2 separate regions of the Mus musculus genome follow, and region 1 is linked to region 2. The links are chromatin contacts, called in public promoter capture Hi-C maps. All regions are on one chromosome and are shown on one strand. The core of a region is the stretch at or near the end of the contact, and the rest is flanking DNA. Distances in the headings are between cores, read along the strand shown. Region 1 holds the start of Rbbp7 (retinoblastoma binding protein 7, chromatin remodeling factor). Region 2 holds the start of Nhs (NHS actin remodeling regulator).

What was found. Promoter capture Hi-C pulls out the DNA fragments that hold promoters and counts their contacts.
Region 1: a contact with region 2 is called in a promoter capture Hi-C map of neural stem cells. The contact joins the promoter of Rbbp7 here to the promoter of Nhs in region 2. A contact is called at or near these places in 5 of 39 promoter capture datasets (the HPC-7 cell line, cranial neural crest, frontonasal cranial neural crest and 2 more) and 2 of 115 datasets of contacts at active chromatin or transcription factors (forebrain and stem cell-derived neural progenitor cells).

Annotation. Positions count from the first base shown.
Region 1 is chrX:162,758,617-162,761,768 of GRCm38.p6, forward strand. It overlaps Rbbp7 (retinoblastoma binding protein 7, chromatin remodeling factor), which reads left to right and starts at 1,756. Exons shown (of 12, transcript NM_009031.3): 1 at 1,756-2,091; 2 at 2,959-3,103. The coding sequence starts at 2,076.
Region 2 is chrX:162,158,058-162,161,185 of GRCm38.p6, forward strand. It overlaps Nhs (NHS actin remodeling regulator), which reads right to left and starts at 1,384. Exons shown (of 9, transcript NM_001290526.1): 1 at 776-1,384. The coding sequence starts at 1,331.

The DNA.
Region 1 (3,152 bases), core at 506-3,005, 600 kb after region 2:
ATGAGCAAATTATATTACTGACAGGAAATCACCTCTCAAGTCTTCTCTGAGTACACATAGTTCCTGCTGAAGCAGAGCTGTAGGACACAATTATTCTAGAACAAGGTGGACAAGCTCCAGTCCTTTAAATCTCGCCCACCAAGGGGCTTTTGCATGGCCCTGAAGCAAAGCATGATTTTTTTCATTTCCAAGTGATTGAAAAAAAAAACACAGAGAGAGAATATTTTGTGACCTGTGAAAAGTACACAGAGTTCAGATTTCAGTGTCTATAGTTTTGCTGGAAGATGGCCAGGCTTATCCATATTTTCTATGGCTGTTGTGTTACAACACCGAAGGCTGCCTGACCCCTGTCAAAAAAAAAAAGTTTGACCACCAGTGTTCTAGAACTCGGAGGACCCATGCTACTCCACTCTTCTAACCGCCCCCCTCCCGCCTCCAGCCACCTCTTCAGCGTTAGTCACCAGCAAGATTCTTGGAGCTGACATGGAGGGAGGGCGTTATAATAATGAATTGTACCACATGGGAAAACAAGAGACCCAAGACAGTAAATTTCTATATAAGGGAACGTGACTGTTTCTGTCACATACTAGAGTAACGTCTGAGTTGGTTTCTCGATCAGAAAAGAGAGCATCCTCGAGGCCTCTGCATGGTTGCGTTTAAGCATGAAGGCACTTGGAAAGCTATCAAGGGAACAAATGTTCCGGGGGTGTTTCTGCAAGGAGAGCCTCTGAGTTTAGATGTAGACTGTGGTTCCCTTTAAGCGTAGGCGCCTGGGCCCCTCTGCTCTGGCCCTCTTTTTCTCCCTGGGATCATGTGGCTTTCTCTTCACCCCCCCCCCCAAGGCTAAAAAGCTTCAGAGAAATGCAGAGCTCAGGTATGCAGGCCTAGATTAGCCCAGCCCAGCTCTCTCCAGTTCAGCAGCCAGCTGCAGGGTCAAAATGGGACCCCTTCAGGTGACAAGAATGACTCAGCAGGGGCCTAGGCAGGAACTGAGATAGGGAAGCAGTGGCAGGCACAAAATCCCCTGCAGCAGCAGGAAGCTAAAGAACCAGTAGGTTAAGGACGCACAAAGGTGAACATACAAAAAGTCATTTAAGTCAACTTTCGACGAGGGGCGGATTGAAGGCCTGCGCCATCGCAGGCCTTAAATAAAGGTCTGCCCAGCTTCTGGGAGAAAAAAGAAAAACCCGCCCAAGGTCTCTCCTAAAGGTCCCTTTCGCTTATGACAAATGTCACCAGAGCTCGACTGGGCCCTCGATACAGTTGAATGGGGGAGCCTTTGAGGGGTGCAGAAAACTGCGTGGCCGTGATTATCTGGGAGACTTTGCGGGCAGTGTAATCTCTCGAGACCAGGAAACCATTTTCCTCACTGGCTCTGAGATTTTGCTTTGCTAAGGCGGCTGCAGCTTCCCTGCCCCCCTCGCACACCCCCGCCGCCGCCGCCGCCGCCGCGGCTGCTGCTTTAAGCAACCACGCCCCGCGGGCCCCAGGCTTCTTGGCCCTGGGGCTCGCAGCCCCCGCGCAGCCTGCACACCGCGCTCGCATCCGCCCCACCCCCGCGCGGGCCCAGCCGCCCCCGCGGCCAGCCTGGGGAGTGACGCCTCGCGCCTGCGCCTCGCCGACTTCCTGCCGCGGAACGCCCCACCCACTCTCGAGAAGCCCACCCCCGGAGAGCGCGTCAGACCCTCCCGTCGCACGCTATTGGTCCAAGCCGCCGAGCCGTTGGCTCCCAGGCCCGCCTCTTCTCCGCCTCTCCAATTTCCCAGGGCGGCTGCGCCTGCGCTCAGCTGCCTGGGCGGGCTGAGAGGCGCGGGTTGAAAAGTCTCGTTCCAAGTTTGGCGAGAGGGAGAGAGAGGAGAGCGGCTCAGACCTCGCTACCCGCCAGCGGGGAGGAGGCAGAAGAGGAGATCGCGGCGTCTGGGGGGAGAACCCAGACGGCCAGACCGAACTCAGGCTTTTCCGAGCGAGGACTGCGTGACGTGCCTGGGAGAGGCAAGGAGCGCCTGCCGGGCTGCTCTTGACTAGCGAGAGAGAAGTCCGAGGCGGCCAAGGGGGGCGAAACGACCCGACGCAAGATGGCGAGTAAAGAGAGTAAGGATGCCTGCCCTGTGGGGCGGGCGGGCGTGCGGGCGCCGGGACTCCGGGGGGCTGGCGGGCTCCCGAGGCCTCGGCACGCGCTGACGAAAGGCGCGAATTGGCGTGAGGAGCAGGGGGCGGGGCTGGGCGCGAGACTCGCCGCGCGCCTGCAAGGGGGCCTGCGCGACACGGGGCCTGGTCGCCGCCGAGGGCCGGGAGCATTTCCGGAGCCGGGCGCGGGGGCCGAGAGAGAGGCCCCCCTTCCCCCACCCCCACCCCCACCCCGCGGCCTAGCTCCCTCCGACGCCCTTGGCTCGGGGGCGCAGGCGCTCGCGGCCCGAGAAGTCAGCGGCGGGCGCGGATTCTTCCGTGCGCGTGGTCGTCGTCCGTCTGGGGTCGCGGCCCGTGTCCGTGTCGGGAGGGGGGGGAGGAGCTGGATCCCGCCGGACTATGGCTGCCGATCGTGGCTTGGTGGGGAGCTGGGGCCTCCTGCGAGGGTGGGGGGTGGAGGGAGCAGGCCTGTGGGCTGCTGCTGTTCCACGTGGATTGGATCTATTCGAGTGGGTCGGGGCACCGGTTTACAATGCGGATCATCGTAGAACAGGTGCGAGCGGCTATAAAAAGGCTGACGAGCTCGGTGGTAGGGCAATTAATGACCCAATTCGGGTAAGCGCCGGAATCCCGATCTTGGAAGTGGAGGCGAAAACGCTTCCTGATGTTGATCTTCTCACTTTGTGGGAGAGCAGTTCGTGTGAGCAGGATAGGTAAAAGGAAAGAATAGATAAGGTGTGGCCGTCTCGAGGTGACCTCCAGGATCCGTAGCCATGCCTTTGACTCCGAGCCTTCTCAGCCACTTAATTGTGGGCTTTCTCCAAATTTCAGTGTTTGAAGATACTGTGGAGGAGCGTGTCATCAACGAAGAGTATAAAATCTGGAAGAAGAATACACCGTTTCTGTATGACCTGGTTATGACCCATGCTCTTCAGTGGCCCAGTCTTACCGTTCAGTGGCTTCCTGAAGTGACTAAGTAAGGGTTTCTGCCAACTTCTATTTTGTGTAGATTTAAGTACCATGTT
Region 2 (3,128 bases), core at 134-2,633:
ACGGAGGAAGAAGAGTTTGTGGGATGCTCAGAAGACAGATAGTCCAAAGGAGCATTCATTAAGAGCCCTAGGTAACTAACCCAGGGCAGAAAAGACACTCGGGGATCCCCTTATCTTCCCCAAGGTCCAGGCATTCCTTCCAGGCCCTCATCAAGGCCTTTCCTGTTCCCAGGGTTCTCCATAGAGCACAGTGGAGTTCATTCTAGGCAGCCAGCCAATGATGCTGGACTAGGTCACACACCTTCCAAAGGCACGAGACCCGGGCACCCGAGGCCACAGCAAGTGTGACAAAGCACCTTGTCTCCCACAGACATCTTAAAAGGACACCTACTACTTTTAAGACCCCCCCAAAAGTGCAACCCGGTAGTGGGCTCCTGGAAGCTACAGGAGTTGCACCCCCTCCTTCTTCCCAAGGACATGAAAGGCATGTCTGTCCCAGTGGTAAATGACAGACCTTCTTTCTCTACCTCCTGTCTGGCTCCCTAAATGCTCCCCACCTGCCCATTCTGAACGCCAAGGGTGTCTATGAGTTCAGAAGCCGTCCTTTTAACTTTCTGCCCTCCATGCCTGCATGCCTGCATCGGTCAGGGGCCACCCCAGCTACTCAACCCGGAGTACTGGGGTGGATCTCAGGGCAGAAGGGAAGAAAGGCAAGAGTAAGGTGCAAGTTGCAGCAGGCTAGGCGCCTCGGGCCTGGGATTGTGGTGAGTGGAGACAGTAAAAGGGTGAGGCGCTGAGCCTAGCACCCTAGAGGATGGACGGCGCTGGTACTCACGCACTGCCTCCTGCTTGGGGTCCAACGTGCTGAGGACGCGCTGCACGCTACCGAGCTTGCCCTGCAGCGCCCAGACACGGCGGTGAGTAAGCTGGATGTCGCTCTCGAGCTCCTGGAAGAGGCTGCACGCGTGCCGGGCTACGTCTGAGAGCTGCCGGAGGACCCTGGCCAGCGCAGCGTTGCTGACCGCGCACAGGTCTAACATGAGCAGCACAGCCTCGGCTGAAGCCTCGGACGTCTCGCCTGGGGCCGATGCTGCCTCCGAGACCCCCGCCACGCTCTCCTCCCCGGCCTCCCGCGCTTCGCTGGGTGGCTGCTGATCCTGCTCGGCCGGCGCCGGCAAAGACGGCGGCAGAGGTGGCAGTGGGAGAGGCGCAGGGGGCACACGAGGAGGCTCTTCTGGCTCCGGTGCCTCGGCCTCTTCCCGCCGGCCAGGCGGCTGCAGGGGCGGCGGCGGCTCAACGCTGCCTCCACTCGTGTCCTCATCTGGGCCGGGCGCCGGGCGCCGCTGCCGGCAAAGCCACTGCGGCTCCACGATCCGCTTGGCGAAAGGCATCCCGCGCAGCCGGGCCGCGACTTTCCCTTCTCCTCTGAGCGACCCTTGTGAGCTAGAGACCTGGCGCGCCCACCTGAGCGAGGAGAGGGCAGGAGTCCGGCAAGGAGCGATCCGGGCAGTCCAGAGACGCTGAGGGCTCCTCTGCTCACCTGGCCTCCTCCTCTTGCCCACCCTCTCCTTCACAGCTTAGTCTGACCTGTCCTCCTCCGGGAGCACGGCTGTCTAGGAAAGATGACAAGCGCTGAGCACGGAAATCTCGGAGTGTGCTTGGGTCCTCCTCACTTGCTTTCAACCGGGGTCAGCCGGCTCAGCTCCATCGCTCCTGAGCCCGTTGCCGCCGCCCTGGCCACTGCCGCCGCCTATATAAATGGGCGTGTGTGTATGTGTGTGTGAGTGAGTGAGTGTGTATGTGTGTGTGATCGCGTGTGTGTGTGTTTGTCCGCGTGTGTGTCTAGGTGGGTGGGTGGGTGGGTGGGTGTGAGTGTGTGCGCGCGCCTCAGTTTGAAAGTACCCCGGCGCAGGCCTCTCCCCGCGCGCCCCTCGGCCGCTCCGGGGAGCGATTGCGCCTGGGATCTCTCTCTCTTTCTGGGCGGGGAGGAGATTTCGGAAAGGCGCTCTGAAAACCCGGACAGAGGAATCCGCCTCCAGCCCTGGCTCAGGAGGCGGCGCGGGGGCGGCAGGGCGGACGCCGGGCGGGGGAGGCCAGGGCGAGAGGGGCGCAGCGCCCTGTGCGGCCGCTGGGAGTCACTGGTGGCTGGACCGCGCCTGGTGCGTTCCACCGCGGGCACTTTCTCAAACCCGTCTCAGAGGTTAGAATTGAGACTATGAGCGTGGTGGGGGCGGGGTGTCCTCAAGTTGAGAGTGGAGATGCTGGTAGCCAGCTAAGAGGAAGGAAAGTATTGGGGATGCTGTCGATTCGTGTTGGAGCAAGTTGTCTCAGAATTCTAGCTCTGTCAAGTCTTTGGGTTCTTAGAGGGGAAATCTGGGCTGCTCCTTAAAGTGCCCCAGGCGCCGCGTTCACAGAGACAGCTGGGAAGGGTGACGCAGCATGGGTGCATTCCCACATGGCCAGAGTGGCCAGACGACTGTTTATACCATTTTTCTGGCATCCTGTTTTGGTCTGCCTTGAGAGCTGCCTTCTACAGAACATCATGACTGAGACCCAAATTACTAGTGAGCAACCTCCCACCCCAGAAAGTCACTTGCAAAATTCATTGCACATTGAGTGAAGTGAATCGGATTACCTCCTTGTCGCCCTACTGTGCTAATCCAACACTGGGTTTTTAAAGTTTCCCATGGGAGAGAGGATGACTCACAGAAGAATGGAAAGTTTTCCCCTTGGTTAACTAAAAGGTATAATTTCTTAAAAGGCCTACATTTTTCAAATGCAGTAGTGTGCAGGCTACATGGTGGCAGCCGAAAATCTAAAAAGACTTTGGGGACTGTTAGTAAAATACAAGTTTTCATCCTTCCACAATGTGTACTATGTGTACTGTGAAATAAATATATAACATAAATAAAATTCAAGGTCACAAGCAAATCTTGGGAATGTTGTCTTCATTTCATGTATTTAAAACGAACGTGGAAAAATATAGTTTATGGAAGCAATAAAGTCCTCGAGACATGCAATGGGCTGTCCTCTGTGCTCCCAGCTTTGAAAAGGAATCCATACAAGACAGACTTTGAATCAGCCTACACTTTGGTCACAAAGACTTCAACAGAGCCCCTCTTATTCTACCTAAAATAAATAAATAAATAACCCAAACAAAACTCATTTTTGGTGAAGGACTATCTCTA